Linked DNA regions of Pan troglodytes: region 2 is linked to region 1. Evidence: chromatin contacts called from public Hi-C data. All regions are on one chromosome and are shown on one strand. Each heading gives the region's core, a stretch centred on a gene start, on an enhancer-like site or on the middle of the called end of the contact. The rest is flanking DNA. Distances are from core to core; before and after follow the strand shown. Region 1 overlaps SPOCK1 (SPARC (osteonectin), cwcv and kazal like domains proteoglycan 1). Region 2 holds the start of SPOCK1 (SPARC (osteonectin), cwcv and kazal like domains proteoglycan 1).

Evidence for each region. A called contact is a pair of places that touch in the nucleus more often than the background predicts.
Region 2: a Hi-C map of stem cell-derived neural progenitor cells shows a contact between it and region 1, with 3 times the contacts expected there. The contact joins the promoter of SPOCK1 here to the enhancer-like site in region 1. A contact is called at or near these places in 1 of 7 Hi-C or Micro-C datasets (stem cell-derived neural progenitor cells) and 1 of 1 datasets of contacts at active chromatin or transcription factors (stem cell-derived excitatory neurons).

Annotation. Positions count from the first base shown.
Region 1 is chr4:135,100,811-135,108,610 of NHGRI_mPanTro3-v2.0_pri, forward strand. All of the region lies in intron 2 of SPOCK1 (SPARC (osteonectin), cwcv and kazal like domains proteoglycan 1), which reads right to left. Among named protein-coding and RNA genes, the nearest start is that of SPOCK1, 130 kb to the right of the region's middle. Within about 2 kb of position 4,396, at least 2 of the 24 cell types and tissues checked have an H3K27ac peak or open chromatin away from gene starts, as enhancers often do. A contact at or near this core is called in stem cell-derived neural progenitor cells, where this site is marked.
Region 2 is chr4:135,231,467-135,239,266 of NHGRI_mPanTro3-v2.0_pri, forward strand. SPOCK1 (SPARC (osteonectin), cwcv and kazal like domains proteoglycan 1) reads right to left here and starts at 2,893. Exons shown (of 11, transcript XM_517947.9): 1 at 2,678-2,893; 2 at 1,868-2,053. The coding sequence starts at 2,053.

The sequences.
Region 1 (7,800 bases), core at 3,146-5,645:
TGTTTTCGTAACTCAACTTACACAGTTTTCAAACATGTATTATGTTTGACCTTATTAAATATTCTGTAGTACCACTTACACACAACGACGCACAAAAGTACAGTACCAAAACTTCTGGCAGCACTGGAAAAAAGCAAATCCTCATGAATTGCCCAAAAGGGTGCAGCAAAAGCTCTGAGCATGGCATGGACTCCCAACCAGTGCCATGGGAGGCAGGGACAGGGGACAGGTTCCCAGAAGAGCTCTTTGCCCTGAAGTTCAGTGAGCAGGAAACAGACAAAAATCTGGGATTTTTGCACTTTAGTCAAGAATTTCACTGAATCTTCTCCAAGAATACTCCCCCAGTGCTCCAAGAATAAGACAGCACTGTTCAACCTTATTAAGATCCAGGATGTCACATAGGAAACAAGACAATTTTGATGTTTTCAAAATAGAAAATTTGGAGCTGTCTTATCAAAATCTATAAAATAGACAATAATACCAAAAATAGCTACCATTTACTGAACACTCAGTACCAGGCATTGTGCTAACTAATGTAAAGATAGAAGATCTTGTTTAATCCCCACAAAAACCCTAGGAGGCAAGTGTTATCTTCATTTTTCCGACAAGAAAAGACAAACTTGCCTGTGACCACCCCACCAAAAAGTGACAGAGCAGGCTGGGAGCAGGGGCCTGTTGGACTCCAACATCTATGCCCTAAATCCTTCCACCAAACTTGCCTAGGAGGTCAAAGCTGGAGTCCTGCCCCACCCCACCCACTATGGTGTAGGACTACATTCAGGTGAAGTGAGTTAATGCCATTTAACACTAACCAACTGCTTGTCAGAATAGCTTAGCTGCTTCGAATGGGAAGGGCTTTGAGTCCTGCCAAGATATAAGTGATTAAGTAGGAGTTTAGTCAAAACAGATGTGGCAAGGGAGTCTCTCACCGGCCTTGTGAAAGTCAGAACCAGAGGGAAAAGCATGTGGCTCTAACAGAAGGTGAGAGAAAGGGGGATGGATGCTCCAGCTAAGTGTGGACCAGTTGTCAGCAAAACAAGAAAAGTATCAGACCAAGTAACTGAGAAGAATAACAAACAACTATGGTTGCAATTTTTAAATACAAGGCCTTAGACTGCTTCAATTGCTGAGCCAGAGATGAGGAGACAGAGTGCACTGTGACAACTGAGTCAAATGGCAGTGATTCCAGTGTTTTTGTTTTGTCAATTCACATGTTCACATATCTTAAAGTACGTGAAGTATCTGGATTACACTTGCTTTAGATAAGCCCTGGATTCAGGGAACTGAGCGCCTATAGTTCTGCTTTGCCTCCATCAATGGCTTTCCTGCCTAAGCTGATGCCCTTCCTTTGCTACTTGAAGTGAAACACTGACAATCACCAGGTGGCAACAACTGGTACAAAATGCATGATTGACAAGAAGAGCCCTGGTCTGGACTCTCCGTAAGCCTTTACCATCCCTGAACAGTCACACCCACCCCTGCAGTCAATATGCCGCAAGAAGCAGCGCTGTTGAGCACTGTGCATGGAAGAATATGAAAGTTCAGGTTTACAGAAACCAAGTCACTGAGTATTTCTAGAGCAGCTCCAGGGGTTCAAGGCCCCAGATAAGGCACCTGGGGGACACTTTCCTGTAAGAAGTTTACAACTTAATGAAAAAAATATAAATAACTCAATTTGAGACATGCCTCAGGAACATTAAATTTGAAAGCAGGCATGCAGTGAATAAAGCAAAAGTGCCAACACACATGATCTATATTCCCCATGGCTATCCCATGTTGAGCCCCTTCTAGCTCCCTGTTTTTCTTTGCCCACACTCTTTCATGCTGACCCACATAAACCACACATCCCAACAAAGCAGCTCAGGCTAAACAGTTTGGAAATCCCCTGATGCCTCTTCTCTTTCATGTTGGAACCAACACCATTTAGGCACCAACTACCTGCTGATAACTGGGCCAAGTTCTTGGGATGCTAACATAAAATGGGCATCCCTACCCCCAAAGTCAGAGGAGCTATTGCTTTGGATGCAGAAAAAGGGCTGTAGCCAAGGCGAGGGCAAAGGGGGCTCGGGTCCACCTCTAGTTAGGAAACTGCAGTGGAAATATCAGCCCATATGCTCTCCACACCAGGCTTCCTCACCCCACTTATACTATCCAACCGCCCCAAAAGGCAGTTTCACTATCACATGACCCTCTCTTCAAAGCAGTTTCCATTAGATTAACCCTGATCCTAGAAGACACACTCACTAGCCCAAATTAATCCAACCACATTCCCCCTCAAACATCTGTACCTAACAGTCACAAAGACTGTGGTCAGCTAATTATGGCTTTTGAACCAGATGATGTTGAGCCAGGGCTGGGAGAGTTGTTTCCAGGCATGAACATACGAAAAAACAGCCAGGGAAATCCAGTTTACTTAGTGAAGCAGAATAACCCAAGTGGACAAAAGACATGGGGAGGAGGGTTACAAGTTAAGGTATAATGACAACTGGACCGTGCCACACAGAAAGGGAGCACAGGGTCCTGAGAGGGAACAATGGGCACCTGTGACCTGCTTTGGGGGTCTGGAAAGGTTTCCACAAGCAAGGGAGACCTGGAGGCAGAATGGGAGCTAACTAGGCAGCAATGGGAGAGGCTGATCCAGGTAGGGAGGAGGGCATATGCAAAGGCCCTGTGCAGCCCCAAATACAGCCAGCTAGGCTAGAGGACAGTGTGCATGGGGGACACACGCAGCATTTCACACACAGCTTCAGGGCATCTTCAGATTGCTAGAAACCTATCCTGGATCCAGGTTTAGAACCCCTGTCATTATGCGGCCCTTCTTCCCAGGAAGTGTCCTGGGCTGGCTTTTGTCTGGGGCTGCTGGCCCTGTGCCTCCCTCTCCCTTCCCCACAGCCCTGTCCCCACTGCTTCCACATCTCCCATGTGTCTCCCTTCACGACTGCACACAGGACTGTGTGTTCCAGAGGAACATGTGGTCTGCTCCCTTATTAATCTTGCTGTATCTTATTAAAATGGCCTCATGCCCACCTGGTATTATTCTGCACAGAGCAGTGGGGTTCGTGCAGCAAGCTGCAGCTAGGCAAGCTGTATTTCATTTCTTTTGTGTTGAAGGAATGACCTAGATGCTGCTCTGTACAACAGACTCATACTTGCAGGCTTTAACTCGTTCTTTCCCATCCGGCCTGGTGCTCAGATGGAAGCAGAGGTTTGGACTCCTACCAGGGTGGTGTCAGTTGAGCTGACAAGTAGGCTGAGTTGGACCCATGTGGGAAAGAACAGCTTGAGACCCTTCAGAGCTGCTCCTGATGACAAAGGCAATGCTCCTTGATGGGTGGGTGGGTGTCTGGACAGCAGAGGAAACTTCTCTGGGAATCCTTATTTATGCAAATTCATATACAAGACATGAGTGAAAGGAGAAGTTGAGTGACTTGTGGCTTCCTCCATTTATCTACCTCTTTCCTTGGTTGGTTTCCATCCCGGGCTGTCATATTCATTCATTCACTGTGCTGTTATCTATTCAATGTCTGCTCTACACATGGCTTTGCAAGGGACCCAAAAATAATGACAGGGCTGTAAGAGATCCTCCTGAGGGGAACATATACAAGCAAAACCCCAACAGGCAATATCCATACAGGGGTCGAGAAGTGCCAGGGAGACAAGCTGTTATCCCCAGATTGACCTGGGTGTGCCACTTACTAACTGGGAGCTTATGTAAGCTTCCCAAAGTTGTGAACTAGAACTAGGACCACTGTCTTAGCTCGGGTTTCCGTTAACAAAATACATTAGAGTGAGTGCCCTAAACAACAGGAATTTACTTCTCACAGTTCTAGAGGCTGCAAGTCTAAGATCAAGGTGCTGGCCAATTCAGTTCCCTGGTGAAGGCTCTCTTCCTGGCTTGCAGATGGCTGCCTCCTGGCTGTACCCTCATATGGCCGAGAGAGAGAGGAAGCAAGGTCTCTGATGTCTCTGCTTATAAGGACACTAATCTCATCATGAAGTCTACACCCCCATGACCTAATCAAAACCTAATCACCTCCCAAAGGCCCCATCTCCAAATACCATCACACTGGGGGTCAGAGCTTCAACAAAGGAACTTCGGAGGAACACAATTCTATCCATAGCAACCACCAACCCCACAGGATGAGTGCCGTGATTTACTGGGATCCCACAGGTACACCTCCTTATAAGAATAAGCCTAGCTGGCCCTCTTATTCTGGTGGCGAGTGAAGCAAGGATGGTGCCTAGGGTGAATGTAGGTAGAATTCGTCTCCTAGGACCTAGGCTGCCTCTCAGCACACTCAGGACCAACTGATTCTGCACCCTTCTCACCCGCTGCCTACCTCTGCCGAGCCAGAGCACGACTCGGAATTGAACTTTTTCCCTCCAGGGGTATGAAAGGAAACTGAAAACACAAGAGATGTGATTACATGCTGAGCTGGTCATCATGCCACGATCAGACAGTCACACGCCGACCGAGTCCGGTGATTTTCCACCTCTTAATCACGTCCCTGCCAGATTTAAAATGCAATGAACATCAATTAGAATAAATGCTAATAAGGCTCTAACAGGCATTGGATGTCAAGAGGTGAGGAATAAACCTTGCATATTTTGACTGAAAGGGGGTCAAAGAGGAAATAACTGGATACTAAATAGAATTCTTCTATTCAAGAGAAAGGCTCCTTGAAAGGCAGCTGCTCCAATGAGTGACACTCGCTCATTAAAGAATGCATCATTCAATGTCCTGCGGCAACAGAAACACCCAACCCAGTGACACATATCTTTCCTGGAATTTAGCTAATGTGGTAAAGTCTCCAGCAAATTTATATCAGGCCTAAATGAAAAAGAAGATCCTTTTCTGACACATGCAATCATTAGAGTTTTAGCTGTACTGAGATTTCTCTAAGAAAACACTGTGGCTTTGGAAATGTTATATCACATGCCTCCTTTAAGCAGCGTTGGCAAAGTTAATGCATTTGTCAAGCATCTCTGCCTCTCCAGGGTCTTGGGAAAGCCTCTGGGGTGGATGGGCCTCAGGTCCATGAATGCATCGTATAAAATCTGCCTGTCTGACACAATGGGACAGCCTGAGACCAGGGCTGTGCTGCTCTCACTGCTGGTCACAGTAGCTGGCCATGCCTGTCAATGGCCACCATGTACTGCACTCTGGTTCTAGAACCCAGTTCAGCCCTGGCCTGAGGACTCAGCCATTTTCTGGGCTTATGCCTTCAGGCTTATGCCCTCTCCAGTGTCTCAGACATTGTGAAATACCCAGTGTGCTGCATAAGGTTTCCTGATTAAAAGAGACTCACTTTTTGAGTTCTAAGGAGGCAGAATGAATAGTGCCACAACTTGAGAATCAGACTGACCTAGATTCAAGGCTCAGCTCCCTCACGTCCTGGCTGCAAGATGTTACTTATGCTAAGTTCTGCTTCCCTCCACTTAAACTGGTGGGGCCAGCACTTGCCTTGGAGGGCTACTGTGAGCATTAAATAAAGAAATACATGAGAAGCACTTAGCTTAGTGCTAGGCATATGGTAAGCACTTCCCAAAGGTTAGCTATTTATAACTGGCTTCATGAAAACCTGATTTTTCACTCCACTGCAAGAGTCAAAGTAGCTTGGTAAATAAATAAGCCTCTGGGGATTCTACAAAGCAGTTTGCAGTGAGCAGCCATCCCTTTAGGTAACAGGATTTACCATGAACTGCATACACAGCCTTCCATTACCAATACAAATGAGGAGCCAAGGGGATGAGGATTACTTATAACACCAGAGAGCATCAAATCATAAACAACCTCCTAAGAAGTTGGTAAGTTTACCTCAAACCACAATCCAGATGTCTCCACACCCCAACTTTCTCCTCTTAGCTTAGGTTTCCACCCTGGATGATAAGATGATGATGATGACGATAATGTCAATGATGATAATCTGAGGCTTTGTAAATACTTACTATATGCCGAGTACCAAACTAAACACCATTCATCTATTCACCCATTTAACCCTCACAGCAACCCATGAAGAAGGAAGGGGCTGTTACTATCCTCAGGTGAGATCAGCACTATCCAATAGAAATATAACATCAACCACAAATGTGAACCACATATATAATTTGAATTTCTGGTGGTCACACTAAAAAGCAAAAACAGGGAACATTCATTCTAATATTTTATTTAACCCAACATATCCAAAGTATCATTTCAACATGCCATCAATATTTTAAAATATTAATGATCTTTCATCCTAAGGCATTGAAATCTTGGTGTTTTATACTCCCAGCACATCCCACTGTGAGCTAGCCTAGTTTCAGCTGCTGAGTAGCCACATGAGCCTGGTGGTTACTGTACTGGACTGTGTAGGTCTAAAGAATGATAAAATAGGAAGAAACTCCATCAGTTCCTCATGTGGACCCAAACAGTCTGTGTCCACAGCCAAGCTCCTAACTACTGTGCTCTTCAGTGTCTCATTTGCTGAATCCACTGAACCCCACAATCTGCCAACCAATACCCTCCCTGAGCAATAGAAGCTTGATCTTTCCTTATAAGGATTGGAAGCAAACCCCTTCCTGCATGCTGAGGGAAAGTGTAAGGAGACACCTGCACTGTAACTTTTAAAGAAAATATCTTGACAAGGCACCATCACTAAAACTTGCTAAAAACGACCCCAGGGTAAGAAACAGCTAAGAGGAGACAAGCACTTTTTCAACAGCACCCAACTGATGTCAGAGGGTAATTCCAAAACTGTCACACACAAAAAACGGTCTAACACTGTGTCAGAAATTCCAAGAAAGGGTAAAGAGAGTGTTACAGAGATTAGATACAATTAGGTAAGGATTCCAGTGTAAAATACCAGAAGATGACAATGCTAAGCACAGAAAAATATGGAATAGAAGAGGAGAGAATACATACTTAAGTGGGAATGGGTACACACACACTTAATGGAGATAAAGAAAGGACAAGCACCAGGCAAAAAAAGCCTGGAGGTGAGCGGCCACTCTCCGCCTGCATCTCATCTCATAAATCTTCAGTTCTTCCTCCAAGGATGTAGAAATGATAGCAGAGAGAAACTCTTTGCAGCTACAGTTTGTGGTATGATGACATTGCTATGGTTTGAATGTGTCCACCCTCATGAATGGATTAATGCCAATTCTAAAAAGGCTTGAGGCTGTGAGTTCCCTCTCTCGTTCTCTCTGTGTATGCTCTCTTGCCCTTCCATCTTCCACCATGTGATGATGCAGCAGGAAGGCCCTCACCACATTTAGGCCCCTGGATCTTGGACTTCCCATCCTTCAGAACTTTGAGCCATATGAGTTTCTATTCATTGTAAATTACCCAGTCTCAAGTATTCTGTTACAGCAGCACAAAACACACTAAGATAGGCCTAATGCTAATTACCTGCTACCAACTGTACTGTGAGTAAAAGTGCATTTAAAAATCAAAATGGCTTGAAAAGCCTCCATAAGATTAACATGATCAACAGGGATTTTCCTACTGAGAATACCTGGAGTTTAAAAAGAAGGAGATGAAAATCCCCAAGCATGAACCATCATTGCCCTAAGCACAGGACTGATCCAAGACCTCTGTCAGACAAGGGTGGGTTTCACCTCCTGCCCCACCAATTCCCCTGCAGCATCCCTGTAGAAAGATCCAGGACAGGAATATCTGCCCAATGCCTGCAGAATCCCGGTGAAGGGCCAAGATGGAAGCCCATCACCAAGTCCTCTGCCCTGCCAGACTGGGGGCAGCCAAGACCTGGACCCATGCAGGTGAGGGTCCTGAATGACCCCACCTGGACGGCAGGTGGC
Region 2 (7,800 bases), core at 1,643-4,142, 130 kb after region 1:
GCTGCCAGGAGCACCAAGGCATCTATCTCCAGAGGTGGCCCTTCACTTCTAATCCTGGCTCAATTCTTCCACCTCTAGCAAAGTCAAGCAACTGCCCTGCTCTTCAACTCTATCTAAAAGATAGCCATAGAAAAGTAAAAACAAAACAAAACAAAAAGCAAAATTATCTCTGCCCCAGGTGAATCCTTCATGGTTTGGGCACATTTTTCAGCCATAGGGAAAGGTAATCAATGAAGGATTCTCAGATCTAAGCAGTTAACAGAGCAGGTCAGGAATGGGGCAATGAATGGCAGGAATCTCACTGGGGTAGGGGAGGAAAGTGAGGGGCATATCTACTGCAAAAGACCCTAGTAGTTATTATGTATCAATTAAAAATTTTAATGAAATTACAATTTCGATAAAAGGCCCCAAATAGCTGTGGCTATTCATTGAAAGTGTTTGAAATCCCCTTTCCAAGAGAAGCAGTCCAACATCAACTAGAAAAAAGAAGAGGAGGAACAGAGAGGAGAGTGATAAACCCCCACACAAAGCTATGAGTGCATCTCCTCTGGACAGGGATCTGGAGAGGGTGCTCTTTAAAAAGTGTATGGAAACATCTGGGATTCATTCAATGTCTCAAATTCCCTCTCCCTGCAAGGCCTGCAGATACTGAGAGCAGAGCTTAGAGGAGTCCAGTGGAGGAAGCTGATCCCCATACATATCCCACCTCAAAGAGTCTGTAAACCATGCCCAGGGACATTAACAAAGGGGGTCTGTGGTATAGGTCAAATTATCATATTTAAAAAATACATGCTGCTAAAAATATTAGTTTAACACCTAAAACTGATCAGAAACAAACAAAAAGAAACAGTGCATTTGAACATTAAAGCTTTTCTCTTTTTTACTGTTATGCCTTGGGCACTTTTACAATATTTAAGGCTTCTCAGAAACAGGAATTCCTAATGTTAAGTACCATAAAACATGGTACTTCCAAGTCCCCTAGAAGGGCATGGCCCTGGCCAGCTGAGGCAGTCCTTGAAGAAGCTGGCAGACGCTCCCACAGAACAGAGGAGATGCCATCTGCTGGAAAGACTGCACCAGATGCCTCTTGCCCCACATCCCTGGGGCACACCTGGGGAGTGGCAGCCAGCCTTGAGGCAGAAACAGGCCGCAAGTGTGTTTCTGCGTGTCCGGGAGTAACTTTCTCCACTCCCAGGGCTCCCACGGAGGAGCAATGCTCTGCCACCCAGGGTCCCTTTCAGGGCAGGGGACCAACTGCACGGGCTAGTTGTTCCTGTTTCAAGATTCCGAGGGTCAAACCACCCCACCTCCCCTGTATTTTATCAGGCCCATTGCCATGACCGCCCCCCTCAACACACACACACACACACGCAACACCTGACTCCCATAAATAGCTCCCCCATAAATAGCTTGGACCACTCCCAGACCCAACCTCTCCAGTAGGGATTCTCCTGACACACCCCAGAGATGGTCCACGCCACCGCTGCCCCGGGGAGGTTTTCTCCGGAGCTAGGGAAAGTCTACCATCACGGTTAGGAGAAGTCGGAAGCTCAGAGAACCTCTTTCTCCACAGCTACTGGTGATCTGTGCTGTATTTTAGTGCAGTCACCTCCCGCAGCCCTACGAATACACATACCTGGGCCACAGGTAACAGGCAAGCGCATGGAGCCTTCGAAGTTCTCTTTAAAGTTCCTTTCAGGCAAGACCGCACCCAGGAAGCTGGGACCGACCAGCCCCCGCGGGAGATGCCCACCTGTCCCCCTCCCAAACACACACACACACACACACACACACACACCAACCCCGCTTCAGGGGTCCCCTCCGAGAGGCTCCGCGCCCCCCAGGGCCGGGTGGCGCCGGTACTCACGTCTCGAAAGCGGTTCCAGTACTTGTCCCGGTCGTACTGGGAGACGGTGCTCAGCCACTGGTCATTGTCTAGGAAATTGCCGTGGTTGGGGCCCGCGCCTCCGGCGAGCGCGTCCAGGTGCCGGCTCTCGACTTGGAGGAAGCACCACGCCGCGGCGGCCGCCGCCAGCACCGCGATCGCCGGCATCTGCGGGGCAGGGCGCGCAGGGCGCGCAGGGCGATGAGCGAAGAGGGCGGGCGGCCGCGAGCCCCGGGCACCCAGACGTCCCAGCGCCCCAGCCCGGAGGCGGGGACCCCGCGGCGGGCACGGGCAGCGCTCGCGCACCTGGGGCGCCTGTCGCGCCTCTAGACCCAGGGACCCCTCTCACGAATGGGGGACTCATCTACGAACGAGGAGGCTGCGTCACGAATCCGAGGCTGCCGTCCAACTACAGGGGACCCGTCTCGTCTATTCTCCGAGTGCCCCACAGATGCCGCCCTCCTATCAGGGGCTTGGTACCCCTCCCCAGAAGCGGGGAGCCCGGGTCCGCACGCCGCACTCCCACAGACGGTGCACACGGCTTTGGGGCAGGAGAGGGGAGAACAGGGCTCCAGCAGCACCCGAGCTCCGGCAAGCGGGGTGGGGGCTGCCAGCAGCTGGGGGTCCCCGGCGACAGCTAAGGGAAAGGTCTCCCTTGAGCGCCCTGCGGTCTCGGGGGTAAGAAAGGCGCGCGGAGGTAACCCCAGGCCCTGACCCTGCCAGCCCCCTAGGCGGCCGCGGGGAGGTCCCAACTACTCCAAGTTGGGGCGCGGGGTTCCTCTGGGCACGTACCTTGGGGGCCGGCCCGGGTCCCCTAGTCCGAGTTGCTCGAGCTCCCGCGGCACGGTCGCCGGGAAGGCTGGTCGCCGGGAAGGCTGATCGCCGGCTCGCGCCCCTGCGCTCCTGCCACACGCCGCCGCCGAGCGTCTGGCCGCTTTGTGAGCCCGCAGCGCTGTGCTCCGCTCGCTCGCTGGCTCGGGCGCGGCGTCCGCGGGCGGAGGAGGCCGAGCGCGCGAGCCAAGGCTCTGGCGCCCCCTGGTGGCCACGCGCTGCCTGCCCGACAGCCCGGCCGCCCCAGCCCGGAACGTGGTCATTCACATCTTAATGCAAGGCTAAAATCAGCTTTCAGGCCCAGGCTGGTGCGAGACAGAAGAGGGGACTGAGGATATGAGGCCAAGACGCAGGCCAGCATGGAGGCATTCTCAAAAGGAAGGCCTTCGGGTTATCTAGATCAAAATCACCTGGGTGGAGAGAGAAGAGAACTTCCTAAAAATGATTCCTGCCCCACCGCCCCACTTGCTGAGTCAGCATTCCTTAGGAAAGCCTCCAAGTCTGCACTTTTAATGAGCTCCCGAGGCGTTTTTTATGCACAGCAAAGTTTGATAACCACCGTCCTGCCATTCCCTGGATAAGTGAATATCTGCACTGCCCATCCCAAGTCATGCACCCACCTGCATCTCTGCACTCCCATGCCCTATGCCATGCTTACCACTGTCCTGCCCCTTGAGAACCGGCCCCAGCACTAACCTGTTGAGTTCCCCTAGATGGGAGGGAGGGGAGAGAGGAAAAACAGATCAGGCTACAGGGACAGAACACTGAGAAGCAGGAGTCTGGTCCTGCCCCATCCCCCACCCCGTTTCCAAATACCAGCAATGTTTGGTGAAATAGGGCTGGAAGGGACTTAATGTCTTCCCCTGCCTGTATACAAGTGATACTGGCCTGTCACCTTTCTCTGTACAACTACTCCCCATTCCCCAGACACCTGAGCGCTCTTTCAGAACAAGTCTGACCATCCCATCACCCCTCTCCCCTCAACACAAAATTCTTCACAATGCTTTCCTGATAAAGACCAATCTCCTGGCTGGAGCCCCCAGGACCCGCACATCTGGACCCCACCTCTCACCCCACTCTCTCCTCCTCTGACCTTCTGGACGGGCTGGCCCTGACCCCAGTGGAAATGGGCTCCCTCCACTCCTGGGTATTCACTTCTGCCTGGGCTGCTGTCCATACCCAGTCCCAGCACAAGTCTCATTAATTCTGCTCTCTGCTTATTCATCCTCACTTCTTCAGAGACTCTTGCTACACCTGTGGACCAGGCCAGCACCTGCAGTGATGCTGTCTTTGAGAACACAGTGCTTCTCTGGCTGTAAGCTCAACTGATATCACTTACTCTATGTCTGCCTCCCCACCTGGCTAGAGCTCCTGAGGGCAGAGGCTATCTTTGTCTTGTTCACCACTTCTCCCAGTGCCCAGAGTACAAGATCTTGACACATTGTTAGTGCTCAAAAAAATTTGATAAATGAATGAATGATTTAATGAATGAATGCCACCCAACCATGTCTGGAACAACAACACATCTCAGCCAGCATGCCAACAATAATGTATGGTGTGATCAATAATAAGTTGCGCTACAAATAATTTGGTTACATATAATAGTTGAATGTGTGGAAGTCAGCAGATCTGTGGTTTTCCCAACATTACTCTGCCTGATTTGCATTCCTAGAAACTTTCTCAAAAGGGAGAAAAAGGAATGGAGTCACAGCTACTATGTTGGGGACTGCACATCATCCACGGTTTATTTTATCATGGAATGCTGTGGGTGGGTGCATCAGAGTGGGAGAGAGGTTTAGAAATGATGAAGAGACTGTTTCTTATGTTCATAGAAACCCAAGTAAGCAGCACTTCCCCATTTATCTGCCCAGTGTGACAGCAAGATCTCTCCAAGGAGTTGTCCCTAAATGTCACTTTTGCCTCCTCACCTCCAACTCATTCTTCAACCCACTCCAATCTGCCTTTCATCCTCACTAACTGAAATGACTTGTCACCATCAGCAGCCTCCTCCAAGTCACCAGATCCAGTGGGTACCCTCGATCCTCCCCAGTGTGGCCTCTGAGCAGTTTCTTTTGGCTCCCGTGGCTCCAACCCTCCTGGCTTTCCTGCTCCCCCCATCATTCCTGCTGACATTCCAGTGCTTCTTAGGGCTCAGACCTATCCCTCTTCTCTTTCCCCCAAAACCCTTTCCCCAGGTGCCCAAGTCCAGTCCTATGCTGAGATCCTCCAGGTACATTTCCAGCCCAGAAATTCCAATGACTTCTGACTGTACCTCCAGCTTCATACTTTACATCTCCTCAATGCCCCATGGGCACGTCAGATCTGTGACCAGGCCAAAACAGAAGTCTGGATGTCCTCCATGCCTCTGTGTTCTCCTTTCATCCCTGTTAGAGTGAATGTATCCGCATCCACATGGCTGCTTAAGTCAGAACCCCACAAGTCATCTCCAGTTCATCCATCTCCTCGCCCCTCACCTCCCATCCATCAGCAAAGGGGGTCCATCCCACTTTCGAACACCCCCTGGAGCCACCCACTTCACCCCACTTCCACAGATACTCCTGAGTCCACAAGACCATCACTTCTCACGTGAAGAACTACGGTGCTTCTTGGCTGGTTTCCTTCTTTCCTTTCCCTTGCAACCCATTATCCACTCAGGTGAGAGCAATCTTTTTTTAAGACAGCCTTCTCTTTTTAAAATTTTTGTGGGTACATAGTGGGTGTTTGTATTTAGGGGGTACATGAGATGATTGATACAGGCACGCAATGCATAATGATCACATCACGTAGAATTGGATATCCAACCCCTCAAGTGTTTATCCTTTGTGTTACAAACCATCCAATTACATTCTTTTAGTTATTTTTAAATGTACAATTAACTTATTGACTATAGTCACCCTGTTGTGCTATCAAATACTATGTCTTATTCATTCTTTCTATTTTTTTTTTTGGACCCATTAACCATCCCCACCCTCCCTGCAACCCTCCACTACCCTTCCCGGCCTCTGGTAACCATCCTTCTACTCTCTATGTCCATAAGTTCAATTATTTTGATTTTTAGATCCCACAAATAAATAAGAACATGTGACATTCATCTTTCCATACCTGGCTTATTTCACTTGACATAATGATATCCAGTTCCATCCATGTTGTTGCAAATGACAGGATCTCATTCTTTTTATGGCTGAATAGTACTCCATTGTATATATGTAGCAATCTTTTTAAAATAGAAATCACTCCCTTAAATAAAACCTTTCAATAGCTTGCCATGACAGTAAAACAAAAATTCACATTCCCTCCCATGACTCACAGAGCTTTGCACCATCTGGTCCCTTACCTCTGCCCTTCATTCCCTAGGTTCTAGCCAGATTTCTTCTCATGGTTCTGCAAACTTAGCAAGCTTGGGCCCCGCAGGTCCTCTCTTCTGGCCAGGCTCTCTGCCCACAGTGTTCCTTTCCCTGCTTTTCACAGGGCAACTCCTTCTTAGCTGTCAGGTCTCACTCAAATGTCACCACCTCATTGAAGCCTTCCCTGACCACACCTTCTAAGATAGACACTTCCCTCCCAGCCACATCAGCATTCTCTCTTGTTGTATCTGGTTGCTCAGTCGTTCAAGAGTGTTTCACTCCTTTGTTTATTATCTCTCTCTTCCTCAATTTGAATATTAATTCCAAGAGGGCAAACACTGTCTTTTTCACTCCTGTATCCCTGAGCTAATCTCAGAACCTGGCATTCAGTGGGCCCTCAACAAATATTTATCCAGTGGTTCAATGAATGAAGCAAATTCCATAACCCTTGATGCATCCTGAAGTATGAAAGCCCTGTCTAGGGCCATTTCCTTTGTCCTCCTTAAATTCCTTGCTCTGCAGATCCAAGTTCCACTTTCCTCGGGGACCTGTCCCCAGTTTAATCAGAGAGCATCTGCTGCTAGCCATGCTCCAATTTCACAACTGGAATCTTCCCCATAACCATCCCCTGCATGGGAAGGGTGACCAAAGGAGCAGGGGCAGGTGTGGCCATGCTGGATCTGGCCTGAGCCAAGGAAGGACATAACCTTGGAGCAGGGGCAAGGAGGCTGGGAGCTGGAGACCTGCCATCAGCTCAGCCAGCACTCGAGGGGAGAAATGGCAGATTTATTCAGCCGCAGGAAGCACCCAGGACCAAAATCAATACTGAGCCTTGGGGCTGTATTTCTGCTTTTCATTGGCTTATGCACAACTATAATAACTCCTTGTTTTAACATAGTTCTTATTTCTACGAGCCCCACATGTTTTATTTTCAGTTTAATGGATCCTCAAACCTGTGCTACTGGTAGTCAGAAGCAGACATAACTATCACCATTTTATGCTGAGGCTAGGGGAGCCCAGAAAGGCAGATAAACTGGTGAAGGTCACAGAGAGAGAAAGAAAGATGGACCTACTTGCAGAAAGTTCTAGGTGTACTCCCTGCCCCCTGTTCATGATGCTATGCCGGCAAGAATCAAATCACCCACTGGGTTCCATCCAATAAAAGAGGTGCCTATAATACCTTATCATCAGCACAGATTTATTTTTAGCTGCAAACTCATATATCTACCTGCTACATGGCATCTCCATTGCGCTGTCTCATTGGCACTCTCTGAATTCAGTGTGTCCAAAATTGAACATCTGAGCTGCATCCCCCCTGTTAAACCTACCCTCTTTCCTGTGTCCCCATGTTGGGGAAACCACTTCCCACCCCACCAAGACCCTAGTGTCACTCTGCCCTCCTTCTCAGCCCCCACTTTCAGTGACTCACTCATCTGTCAATCTCTCTTTCACTCCTTTCAGCTCCACCCACTCCCCACTGCTGTACCTCTAGAATCTACTTCCCACCACATGTCACCTGCACACCACAGAGCCCTTATAAGGGTCTCCCTCTCTCAGTTCACCCATGGTTATTCATTATCCACACAGGAGCCAAAGTGGTCCTCTCTCAAGGTAAATATGATCACTTTTCTCTACTTACTTCCCTTCCTGTGCCCTCAGGACAAAGGCCAGGCAGTGCACCATGACTCCTGGTACATCCTGCTAAGCCCAGGGGCCTCTAGATCCTTCTGTCCTGGATGT